2 separate regions of the Macaca mulatta genome follow, and region 2 is linked to region 1. A link is a contact called in public Hi-C data. All regions are on one chromosome and are shown on one strand. Each heading gives the region's core, a stretch centred on a gene start, on an enhancer-like site or on the middle of the called end of the contact. The rest is flanking DNA. Distances are from core to core; before and after follow the strand shown.

Region 1 (6,508 bases), core at 1,838-4,337:
CATATGGTTAAAAAAAAAAAAAAAAAAAAAAAAAAGTAGGTTAAAAAAAAGTGTGAGATGGAGGGAGGGGAGCTGGAAGGAGGAAAGGGCCATTGTGCAATCTGTCACCAACCCAAATGGAGGAGCTCTACCCTTCCACCCATCCCCAAGGGTAATGGGGGAGGTGAGGAGTCAGAGGAGCCTGGAGAAATGGAGAGCTACAGACAGAGCCTCCTGTTAGGAGCCAGGTCCTTTTCTCTTTCAGATTTCAGAAAGCGATAGATTAGCAGGATTTATTTGAAACATACAAAATATATGTTTTAAATTTTGTTCAAGCAGTTACATTTAAATACATATCAACTAGCACCATATTTAAATGTAACTAACTTTGAAAATCTTTCAATAGATATTGGTGATAAAGAAATGATAGAGGACAGAGTCCAATGCACAAATGTTTGGGGTGAATCAAGTCCATTGCCTTGTTCCCATATGAGGAGACAAACATCCCGTTTTCCTGCCCCAGCCCAGAGTTGGTGGTTTTGGAGACACAGGACAGGTCATGGGAAGTGGTGCCCAGAGCGGCCCAGTGACCTGAGTAAACACAGGGAGCGCAGCCAGTCTCTCTGATTTCATCTGGAGTCGGCCCTCGGGCCTGGCTTATAGGACGGCCGTTTTGCAACTAAAGGCTAACTGCAACCCTACAATCCCCGATCCTGTGTTACTTGCTAACCCTTCAGCCCCTCGTGTCCCCCTCTCAAACTTCCTACCAACACCCACCCTAACCCATCCTTTCTGGGCAGGGGAAACTTCGCCGCCCGGCACAGGCTGCCAGCGGGCGCCGCGCTCTGGGGCGTCAGTCCCGGCACTCGGTGCCGGTTAACTTCAGGATTCGCTTCCCTTGCCGCTTCCGCCTTCCGAGTGCTCGCGGGTCCTCCCGACTCCTCGCGCCTGTCTCCTCCTTTCTTTCCCCTTATCCTCACAGTCTCTGTCTCCCGGCAAGCCCATTTCAGCAGAATTTATCCTGGCTCTGGTTTTCCACTAAGCAAGAAAGGAAGCAAGATCTTCCGCCCCCAGTCTTGGAAGCGAACAAAGGAAAACCTAAGCGGCCCCTGCGCTCAGATTTCCCCCCAACTCTTTGGCTTCGCAGAGCGCTCTCCCCGCCACAGCCACCTCCCCACCGTTCTTCCGAATCTCTGTCGGAAACTCTACAGAGAACAGAAGGAGCCTGGCCAGGTGGCCGAAGGTGTTGCCCTGAGGTGGGGGAAGGTAGAGACCAATTTTGAAAACATTGCCTTATGAGCTCCAGTGCGAGAGAAGGCTGCGAATGGAGACCCTTTCCTCGTCTGGGCAGGCAGCGCGTTCAGCCAGACCGACGGGCTGCAGTGCCGGGCCACGCGCGAGCGAGCACGACGAGGATCAACCCTTTCTTAATTTGGGGCGCCGGGGAGTAAATGCAGCGCCAACTCTCTCCAGAGCTCTCTTTTTGGTGTGTTTTTAAAAGACCCCGCCCTTTGTCCAGCTACTGAGAAATGAAGCAGGCGACCCCTAATCCAAAAGACTATCGAGAGCGAGCGGTGGAGAACCCGCAAGGAGTGGGGGCAGAGCCAATGTCTCAGACCAGCTTCACCCCTCTGGGGAGCGAAGAGGAGAGAGGTTCGCTAACCTCAGCTCCCACCGAACTCCTTTCCTTGCGACGCCAATCAACACTTCATTGCCCGTTGATTTAGAAACTCACTCTCCACCCACCACTCCAAGCCGCGGCCAGCCAGGGAGGCATGAAAACCAAACCTAGCGCCAATATTTCCCGAAACTCACATCCCAGAGAAACCCACGCGCGGGTGCTCAAAGCAAATGAGGCCCCATTCTTAGCAAGGAACCTCAGAGTTCATGAACTTTCTCTGCAGCGCTGCGGAGGCCTGCGCGCCGCCCCGTGGACGGGCTTCGGCCGGCCAGGAGGACTTGGTGGCTGGTGCCTGCGGGGGCGGGAGGGGGCGAAGGGGAAAGGAAGGCTTCCTGGGGTCGCCCGAGTCGCGGGAAGCACGCCGCGTACCTTTCCTTGGCCTCCGCGGCCCGGTCTCTTTGCCTCCGGTTCTTAAACCAGTTGCTGACCTGCGTGGTGGTGAGGCCGGTAGCTTCGGCCAGCTCCCGCTTCTCGCGCGGCGAGGGGTAGGGATTGTGAGCGTACCACTCCCGCAGGACACCCCTCGACTTCTCCTTGAAGCAGTAGCTGGTCTCCTCGCCGTCCCAGATGGTGCGCGGCAGTGGAAATTTTCGGCGCACCCGATATTTGCCCACGGCGCCCAGGGGTCGGCCGCGCAGCTTCTCGGCCTCCACATAATGCGCCTTCAGCCACAGTTGCTGCAGTTTGGGGTGGTTGTGAGGCGAGAACTGGTGGCTCTCCAGGATCTTGTAGAGCTCACGGAAGTTGCCGCGGTGGAAGGCGACCACCGCCTTGGCCTTGAGCACGCTCTCGTTCTTGTGCAGGTGGTCGCAGGCGGGCAGTGACCACAGGAACCTACCCAGGCGCTCCAGGTTTCCGCCTTGCTGCAGAACCTCGCACACGCATGCCACTTGCTCCTGCGTAAAGCCAAACGACGGCAGCATCGACATGGCTGGGGCCTGCCGGGGCGCAGGGCCCAGGCGCACGCGGCAGGGAGCAGAGCCGAGAGGCAGGGGGCGGCGGCCGCAGGGAGGGGGCGCGGCTGTTCCTAACCTCCTCCTTAGGCTTTGCAAAGGCGAAAACCCGAGTCAGAACTTGGAGGTGGGCAGCCAAGCAAGAGAAGGCGGAGGAGTAGGGTACGCTCTGAACATGGAACCGCCGGCGCACTCAGTAGCCTTTAGGGCCTTGCTGCCTCCGACCTCCCGCCCGGTGGATGCTGCTAGTTGCCGGGGAACTTGGTTTCTGTTCTCCCCGCAGCGGCCTTAAAGCTCGCAGCGTCCCCGGCACGCTGATTGGCTGCGGGCGGCGCCTATCCCGGGCTGGCCAGCCAGCGCGCCGCCCGGCTGGGCAGAGAGGCCGCACCGCCCATCGAGGCCGCACCGCCCAGCGCGGGGAGGGCGAGGCTGAGGAGCTGGGGGTTGGGGGTGTTGCCGGGGCTGCGCAGGGAGGGAGTGGTGGGAGGAGAAGGAAGAGGAAAGGTGGGAAGCCAGTTGGGGTCTGAGGGAGCTGCGCTGCGGAGGTGTGGGGAGATAGAGAGTGGGTGAGCGCGTCAGGACCCTGCAGCGCGGGACCCGTCACCAGTATCACCTAAGGGGAGTCGCGCAAAACTCCGCACAAATCAATTACTCCAAACCTTAATTCCTCCCCTCTCCCTCCGTACTCTTGCTTTCATCCCTTACAAACTTGCCCTTTCCCGGTGAGCTCATATTTAATTACTTTAATGTTGGAATGAATAAATAATGGATTGATGAATAGCTTATGGAACGCGATAAATAATTCAAGAGCAGACCTGGGTCTCCGCATGCAGCCTCTGGAGCAGTGGCTTCTCTTCGGGTTGGCTTCAGCTCGAGAAGCCAACCCTATTTCCTTCCCCCTCCCCCCACCAACTCCCACTGTCCTCCCCCAGCTGCCGCACACCACCCTCCAAAGGGCACAAGTACTCCCAGTCGGACAGCGTTTCCCTCATTCACAAAGGACGTCCATGATTTGAGACCAGGCAAAGAGGTGTTTCGGGCATACTTGCTGAGCACCTAGAGACTCCGAGCGTTCATTTGTGATTTGGTATCTTAATGTTCTGCGGTTGAAACCAGCAGGTTCCTGAAGCTTCTAGACTCAATTTCCCCCATCTGTGCTGTTGCGTTTTCCAATGCCACTTCTGCTACTGAGGAATGCCGAGAAGCTTTACTTGCTATTAGCAAAAAATGCTTTGGGAACCTCGTACGAAAGGCGCTGGATGTGGTGTAAATTAAATAAAATTGTGCCCGGCTCCAATAACCGTCCGGTTGTAACATAATCCTTACCCTGCTCTGAGAGGGACACTGCCCTCAAAGCGAGGACGACAGCGGCTCCAAGAAGATTAAATAAAGAGGGGTGTGTGTGTGTGTGTGTGTGTGTGTGTGTGTGTGTGTGTGTGTTGCAATGCTGGCCTATTTTGCTGCCAAGGAATGAGAGATGTACTGCAATTTAAGTCCCATCATCTGCTGTTTTGTTTATGTGTGGAGAATGCTTAGTAAAACTGCACAAACAAATGAAGTTGTAATTATCTTAAGCCTCATTTGCACACCTGGTTCCAAAGCAATTATTAAAAAGATTTTGAAGACAATTAGCCTCTCTAAACAAAGATAATCTATTGTCGGTAGCTGAGACCAGCAGGAGATAAGAACAATGCGTGGAGATAAGGGAAGCCAAATGGTGGAAGGAGAGTGACTTTATGACTATACTTATCTCTGATTAGATAAGTTCAAAACAGAATTCTAAGTACACTTCAAAAATGCTTTTGATTTCAATGTGCCCTCTTAGTGAGTGGTGAAGAACAAACTGTAGGCTCCTTAAACTAGCTTGTCTTCTTTAAATATGTTTTGATTCCTTTAGTCAAAGAGCCCAGCACCACAGAACCTTCTGCATATTGAGATGCAAGTGGGAGAAGGAGAAGCAGTGTCTGGGTTTCCCCTTTTATTATTAATATGGTTTTAAAATGATGCACCCAGTACAGTGCACCCTGCAACATACATTCTAAACTCATATAGGGTTCCCACCTCAGGGTTGCCACATGGGAGATTCCAAGTAGACAGGAAGCTGCTTCTCTGCTGAACATAATGCTTTCTGCATCCTGGAAACTCTTGCTTATTCCATGCAATTAGATCTTGGAAGCAGATGCTTATATTTCATTACCTTAGGCTTTTAAAAAAAATGCATTTAATGGGTGTGCATTCTTTCAAAAGAGCCTCTGCCATATAGTATGCCCAATGACTTTCTAAACTGGAAGCCTGGCACTGTTAAACCCAGAGCCACCTCTGGTAATTTCCCCTCACTGTCTCATTTTAGTGCTTATGATGTTTCACATGAAGTCTTAAGGAGCTGCAGTGTCCTCCCAGAAGGAATGTCTCTGCTTGAAACAGTCCTTATTGACATGGCAGCTGTGTGAGGACCGGAACGGAGGCTTAAACCCGGCTCTAAAAAATCAGTTAATACCCTAAAGTCTGGAGCAAGTGCGCACAATTACAAGGAGGGGAGGGTCTTTAAGCACAACCACGTCTCTTGAAAGACAAACAGTATGTTGAGTATGAGGTCTGATTTGTAATTAACAATTCTGTATAAGGAAATGAGGCATAGCCTGGACAAATAAGGGCAGGTATACATTTACAGAGGATGACAGAGAGCAGAGAGATGGCAATTAGACACGAATAGGACCACCTTCCCCCCCACCCCACCCCGGCTTCCTCCAGACCTACCTGCCTATTTCTTTTTACTTGTCTTCAAAAGGAACCAGGACGTACTATATATTGCCGTCAACTGGGAAAACGACGTGTAGAAGCTGTGATTGCGGGAACCCGGGTAGAAGAGAAGAGGTGCTCTTCCTCGGAGGCCGTGACTGGGCCCGCCAACATTTTTCCTCCCGCTTAATCCAATAGATCGAGTAACTGGAAATGGAAAGTGCTCTGCGCTTTATACCAAGGAGTCTACCTGCTATTTCGATCCCTCGGTTAGGGGAACCAATTGTTATAAATGTTAATTATTGGCTCGGATATATAAGGTTTCCCAAATGGAATCTTTTACTGAAAATCACTAAAAAAGATAAAATGACATGAATTTACAAACCACCTAAACCAAATGATCCATTTAAAATCGCACGCAGAAAGGTTTGAGTTGTTCTGGTAACATAAAACCTTTGCTGTCAATGCAAATCGCACGAAAAGCAGAGATGCGTTGGAGATTTAAAGGAAACAAGCAACTCTAGCCAGCGGCTGCTGCCCTCGCCGCAGCGCGGCTTGGGAGAGAACACCGCTGGCAAGGAGCGCCCGATGCTAGGTTTCGGCTCTCCAGTGCCTCCTCTGTGCAGGTAACGGCCGCGTGCGCATAATTAGTCGACAAAAAAGCATTCAATGGGACAGCATTAGCAGTTGCTAGGGTTTCTCAGCTGGGTTCACATAGGCCTTGATGCAAACACTCCTAGCTGGGACCTACTTGTTTCCCTTCTGGCTTGGAGCAAGATACTTTGGGGCTCCCGGGCAGCTTTGTTGTAATTCTTTCACCATCCAGAACGACGGTGAGGATCCTACTCTACCTACAAATATTTGGAAAGGGAGGGCACAGAGAGGTGTTTCTTCAATAAATTCGTGTCATCGCTCTGGGGCAGTGCGGAGACTCCCCAAATCCGGGCTGAAGTGCCAAAATTATTTTTCTTGTGCTTAGTCGGAAACTCCGGGTGCCCTCGACCCTTGGGAACTCCGACTCTGACGGCCGGCGTGGCGCCGGAGCAGCAGCCCACCTGTTCCTGGGGGACGCCGCTCTCCACGAGGTCTGAATAGGCCTGGGGCTCAGGCAGAGAGATTTGCGGACTCAGAGAAGAGAAACCCAAAACCAGTCCAT
Region 2 (6,508 bases), core at 1,881-4,380, 68 kb after region 1:
ATACCAAATCGGGGTTGGGGGGTGGGTAGTGGTGGGGGTTTCCCATTTGGTCTGAGGCTGGGAGGGAGAGCAAAGGAGAGCAGAACAGAGGCGTTTTGGAAGCGCGACAGGACTTGGCCCAGCAGAGGATCCGACATCCCCGCAGTGCCCCGCGGTCGGTTCGCTTTCATGCCGAGGGTAGGGGATTACCCGGGCTTTGGGCTGCGGGGCCAGGAACGCAGAAAGCGCTTTGATTTACGAGCTGAGGCTGAGCCGCCGTCGCCGTCTGCGAGGGTGACTCACCGGGGGTGCGTGTGGGAGGTAGATCCGGAGAGGGGCCTAAACCAGGCAACTGGGCCGGGGGCGGGGGGTGTGGAGTTTATGGGGTGGGGGGGACAGAGAAGCCGGCAGTGGGGCGTGGGGGAGTCCCAGGGAGCGTGCCGGGCCCGCGAGCGGAGGCGGCGGGGCAGCTGGCCTGCTCGCAGTGCCCCCTTCCCACCCTCTGCCCCGGCCCTGCGGATTCCGTTGGTCCCCGAGCGCGGGACCCGCGGCCTCTAGTGGGCGCGGGGCAGGTGGTTCGGCGTAACCAAAGCGCCTTCTCTGGACCTTTCCGCATATCTGCGGAAGGCGCACGCACATCCCGGTGCACGTTTTGTTTTGGTTACCGCGAGGGCCAAGCAGGGCACCGAGCCTCCCTCCCAGCCTTGGGCGAGGAACGCCAGAGCCCAAGCCGTCGGACCCCCACAGGGGCCCAGAAGCGGCAAGGGCGGGCTGAGACCGGCTCTGGAATGTGCTGGGTGATCACCTTCACCTGGCCCAGGCGGGCTGGATCCCCGGCTTCCAGATTGCTTCCCTGAGCAGAACCTTCGAGCTGCTTTTGGATTCTTTCTCTCCTATCCCCGCGGGGCTGGAGACACCAGGTCTTTAGGCGACCTTCTCCTTACTTTGTTTCGTCCAACAAAACACACAGACGCACACACCAAGTGTCTGACTCGGGAGGACGCACAAAAGAGGTGGAAAATCCGGTATTTTCTACCAGAGGGGGAAAACAGCTTGCCAGGCAAAAAGCTCAAACCCAGTGGGGTGGGAGCACAAGGAGGAGCACTAATAGCGCCCCTACTCCTTTGCTGCCGCCCGCCGTAAGCTAGCCTGCCCCCCGCCCGTAACTACCGTACCGGGAGGGAGTCAAACAGCGTTCGGGGGCCGAGGGAGGAAGCAGCCCTTCAGCCCTGCTACCCCGGCTGCGCTGAAATCCGATCCTAAGGAGTTCAGAATCAGGTTTCAAAACATGACAGAGCCGAGCTGCACCAGCACCCCACGTTGCCGCGGCCGCGAAGGGAACCACAGGGGCAGGGTGAATGATTAACTCTGTCACATGAAACCTCGACGTTCCGAGACCCCTTCTTCGCCGCCAGCCCCAAAACACTCTCTTCCCTCCAGAGCAACCACCGCGACCTCCAACGCAGGCACTGGGGGCGGCTGAACCCTGGGGATCTGGGAGCGTGCGCGCGCGCCAGGCCCGGTGTGACCCCGCGGAGGTGCAGACCCCGGCCGGCGCCGGCAACCTCTGCGGGCCTCGGGCAGCAGGGAGAGCTACGGTGCCGGCGTCCACACTCGCTTCCTTAGCCCCGCCAGAAGCAGGGAGAGGGTGGCAACTTCAAAGCCAGCTGGATGGGGGTGGGAAGCCGGGCAGCAGTGACCAGCCGCGGTGGGGGCGGGGACTGAGACCTAGGCGGGCGACCAGAAACTTCTAGGGGGAGAGGGGGAGGGTAAGGAGGGAGGTTCCCCCGCCCTTCGCCTCCGCCGCCCCCCACCTCCGCCGGCAGGGAGCGAGGTGGGGGGCGGGGAGAGGTGGGCAGCCGGACCAGGCTGGTGGGGAAGGTAAGCGCCATGTTTGCGAGCACTTGGAGGAAAAGAAAGCTGGGAAGGGGGTGGGGGAGAGGAAGGGGGAGGAGGAGGAAAGTTGGCGCTCACCTTTTGGACTGGGTCTCGGAGGGGTTCCGATCGCGCTGCCGGCGGTTCTTGAACCAGTTGCTGACCTGGGTGAGGGAGAGGCCGGTGATCTTGGCCAGGTGCCGCTTCTCGGCGGGCGAAGGGTAGCGATTCTGCTTGTAGAGCTCCTTGAGCGCGTTGCGCGACTTCTCCTTGAAACAATACACCGTCTCCTCGCCGTCCCAGATGGTGCGGGGCAGGGGGAATTTCCTGCGCAGCCGGTACTTGTCCACCGCTCCTAGCGGCCGGCCGCGGGCTCGCTCGGCCTCGGTGTAGCGCGCCTTGTACCAGAGCTGCTGCAGCAGCGGGTGGTTGGCCGACTCGAAGCTGTGGCTCTCGAGGATGCTGTAGAGCTCGGGGTAGATGCCCTGGTGGAAGGCCACGAGCGCCCGCGCCTTCAGCAGGCTCTCGTTGCCACGTAGCAGGTCGCTCTGGGGCAGGGACCACAGGAACCGGGCCAGGCGGTCCAGGTTGCCCCCCTGCTGCAGTGCCTCGCACACGCAGGCGACGTGGTCGGGCGAGAAGGCCAGCGGGGTCTGCGCGGCGGCTGCAGCGTGGTGGTGCCTGCCCAGAAGTTCCGAGTGGAGTTGTACCTGATCCGCCGCCGCTCCGGCCGCCGCCGTCGCCACTGCCCCTTCCTCTCCGCTCACCCTGGCGGCAGCGGTCGCGGCGTCCCCCGGCTCCAGGGGAAAAGGGGCTGGAGCCGGGGGGCTCAGCTCCACCGCCGCGCCCCCCGCCACTTCTCGGTGCGCCTCCTGCCCTTCTGAGGCGCTTTCCATCCCATTCTCCTGCTTGATGTCCGCCGCACTTGCGATCTGCCCGGTGGGGGAGGAAGAGGACATTTTTTGTTGTTTATTTTCCTCCCTCCCTCACTCCCTCGCACTCTTTTCCTCTTTCTTTCCCCCTCTCTTACTCCTCCTTCTTCGTCTCCCTCCCTCCTCTCCCCCTCCGGAAAGCCCACTCCCTCCCTCCTGGTTTCGGCTGGATCTGGCCGATCAGGTTTCCCCCCGGCCACGCAGTCACCATTAAGATAGCTGCTAGAGCAAAGTAGTGTAAACGGATAGCTGCTTTCTGCCGTTCCCCCAACGTGACTCCTCCGGTTGCTGCATACTATATGGCAGTGGCGGCCGGGCCGGCCCGGCCGAGCCACCTCATTGGCTATTTCGCATTCAGGGGGAGGAGGAGACACCGTTTCTATCCCTGTCGATCACCCGCCTCCCACTCCACCCCTTGCCTTTCCCTCTCCCCCTGACCCCCAGGCACCTATACCTGAAGGAAAACACCGACATTCTTTCCAAACCACGCTCCTGGGCGGGAAATTACCTAATGTGGCCTGAAAACTGGACAACTCTTTCAAAGAGAGGCCCTACGATTCCAGAGGGAATATTAATTGTGTGTCCTTAAGGTCTAGATAAATTTTTAACAAAGAGACCACCCTCAGCATCTAGATGACAAAACTTAAGAGGACAATTCAGAAGCCCCCCACTATCTCCCTGTTCCCCATTCCCCCTCTTTTTGGATGTCTTTATCAAGGATTTTGTATTCGAAAGGGTCAAAAATAAAATAACACTAGGAAATGTTCTAAGGGGCAAGCATTTAAAGTAAATTAAAATTCCAAAGGGGGAAAAATGCTTGAAAACCTTATAATTAGCAGCATAAATAGCCCACTGAGAAGACAAAAACAAGAAGCCTTCAAAAAATGTACTTAACCTTAAGCCACATGGAGGGTTGGCAACCCAACTGAGTTGAACATGATATAATTAAACATGTAGAATATTAAACCATATGTTTATCCTGGATGAGTCGTGTGGAAGAGATCTAAGCTTTAAATTATACTAACGATATGGAAATTTAAGTTTTCTACATGAACATTTTTAATGTAAGTATATGAATAGTTTTTTTTTAAAGACGATAGACTAGAAACACTGTATGTGCGGGTGTCATCTAGATCAGTGCAGGATCAGAAGCCCTTTTCCACAGCATAGACAGATGGAAGATTGCCCTCTGGTTTGATGCTGAAGTGGGGGTAGAGTCTTTTGTTGTTTGCAGTTGTGTCTCTTTCCTTTGTAATTTGCACGAGATCTTAATTCCAAAAAGGATAATCCGTTTCTGCTTCTTTGATTACTGTAGGTCAGTTGGGTTTGCCTGCTGCTGCTCTTTCTCAAAATTCAACTCTTTTTTTTTTTTTTTTTTTGAGACGGAGTCTCGCTCTGTCACTCAGGCTGGAGTGCAGTGGCGCGATCTCGGTTCACTGCAAGCTCCGTCTGCCAAGTTTGTGCCATTCTCCTGCCTCAGCCTCCCAAGTAGCTGGGACTACAGGTGCCCGCCACCAAACCCGGCTAATTTTTTGTATTTTTTTAGTAGAGACGGGGTTTCACTGTGTTAGCCAGGATGATCTCGATCTCCTGACCTCGTGATCTGCCCACCTCAGCCTCTCAAAATTCAACAGTTTAATGACATCATCCTAACCTTTACTTCAGGGTGGCCTTGTATTGTGTCTGCTTCCCAGCTACTCATATCTGCCTACTTCAGCATATTACAAAGCAGCTGTCTAGGTCACCTACTGTCATGATAAACTTGGTGAGATTTTCTTTTTTTGTAGACAGGCTTTATTTTGTTGCTGGTCAACCAAGATGTCATTTGATGTAGGATTTAACTTGTTTTTGCATTGCCCTAATATGTTGACATCTCTGGTAGATTTAAAATTTATAATAACAGAAAAGACCATATTTTTTATTTGTTTATTTTTTTGAGATGAAGTCTCACTCTGTTGCTCAGGCTGGAGTGCAGTGGCGTCATCTCAGCTCACTGCAACCTCTGCCTCCCAGGTTCAAGCAATTCTCCTGCCTCAGCCTCCTGAGTAGCTGGGACTACAGGCCCATGCCACCATGCGTGGCTAATTTTTTATATTTTTAGTAGAGATGGGGTTTCACCATGTTAGCCAGGATGGTCTCCATCTCCTGACCTTGTGATCCGCCCGCCTCAGCCTCCCAAAGTGCTGGGATCACAGGCGTGAGCCACCATGCCCGGCCAAGACCATGTGTTTCTACGCCACTGGAAATATCTAGTTACGTACCAAGCTTCAGGACAATAACTGAGATTCAGAACTTCCTTTTTTTTTTTTTTTTTTTTTTTTGAGACGGAGTCTCGCTTTGTCGCCCAGGCTGGAGTGCAGTGGCCGGGTCTCAGCTCACTGCAAGCTCCGCCTCCCGGGTTCACGCCATTCTCCTGCCTCAGCCTCCGGAGTAGCTGGGACTACAGGCGCCCGCCACCTCGCCCGGCTAGTTTTTTGTATTTTTAGTAGAGACGGGGTTTCACCATGTTAGCCAGGATGGTCTCGATCTCCTGACCTTGTGATCCGCCCCTCTCGGCCTCCCAAAGTGCTGGGATTACAGGCTTGAGCCACCGCGCCCGGCCGATTCAGAACTTCCTTGAACTTTTGTTTGCTTGTTTGTTTGTTTTTGTTTGAGACAGGGTCTCTCTCTGATGCCCAGGCTGGAGTGCAGTGGTATGATCTCAGCTCACTGCAACCTCCGCCTCCTGGGTTCAAGTGATTCTCCTGCATCAGCCTCTCGAGTAGCTGGGATTACAGGCCCCTGCCACCACACCCAGCTAATTTTTGTATTTTTAGTAGATATGGGGTTTCACCATGTTGGCCAGGCTTGTCTTGAATTCCTGACCTCAAGTGATCCGCCCACCTCAGTATCCCAGAGGGCTGGGATTACAGGCATGAGCCACCACACCTGGCCAAATTTTTTTTAAAAAATATTTTTTATTTTGGAATGATTTTGATTTACAGAAAAGTTACCAAAATAGTAGAGTTTCTACTTCCTTTCACCTAGTTCCCTTTAATTTTAACATCTTACATTATAATGATATATTTATCTAAACAAATTAACATTGGCACATTTTTATTAACTAACCTCTAGACTTTATTTGAATTTCACCAGTTGTTTTTTTTTTCCATTAATGTCTGTTTTCTGTCTTATGATCCAATCCAGGAGACCACGTTGCATTTAATTCCTTGAAATTTTAAAGCACATTTGTCAGAACAAAGTAGACAGGATATGGTGTGGTTTAGTGGAAAGGATGTGGATTTGAGGATCAAATAGATAGACACAGGTTTAATCCTAGCTCTGCCATTTATTAGCTACTTGACTATAAAAAGTAGACTAAGTTGTTGTGAGGATTAAATGAGATAAGATGTGCCAGAAAGCACCTGGTGATTAATTAATCCTTGGTAAATGTTTGTTATCTTCTTCCTGATATTGCAAAGTAGGAGACTTTTTAGTTGTGCATGCCTACTAAAATTCCTTTGGCTGTGTTTAGGGCCATCCCAAACCAGGTCACAGGAGTCTGCTTCAGAATTATTATCAACCAAATATAGTGCATTGACTTGGAAAACCACTTATTGGGCTTCTGCATGTCTTCTGTATATTTGCCTCTAGAGCATCAAGTTCAACAGATTATATAGAAGCAACAGTGGCTTTTTATGACATCTGTAGCCTGTAGCTAGCTACATTGGTATTCCATACCT

The links. A called contact is a pair of places that touch in the nucleus more often than the background predicts.
Region 2: a contact with region 1 is called in a Hi-C map of fetal cortex germinal zone, with 1.8 times the contacts expected there. The contact joins the promoter of SIX4 here to the promoter of SIX1 in region 1. A contact is called at or near these places in 3 of 14 Hi-C or Micro-C datasets (cortical neurons, fetal cortex germinal zone and liver).

The regions. Positions count from the first base shown.
Region 1 is chr7:133,779,928-133,786,435 of T2T-MMU8v2.0, forward strand. SIX1 (SIX homeobox 1) reads right to left here and starts at 3,088. Exons shown (of 2, transcript XM_001096585.5): 1 at 2,030-3,088. The coding sequence starts at 2,589. LOC144330267 (a long non-coding RNA gene) reads left to right here and starts at 5,373. Exons shown (of 2, transcript XR_013396292.1): 1 at 5,373-6,508.
Region 2 is chr7:133,848,286-133,854,793 of T2T-MMU8v2.0, forward strand. SIX4 (SIX homeobox 4) reads right to left here and starts at 3,131. Exons shown (of 4, transcript XM_028851594.2): 1 at 2,995-3,131; 2 at 1,954-2,786. The coding sequence starts at 2,997.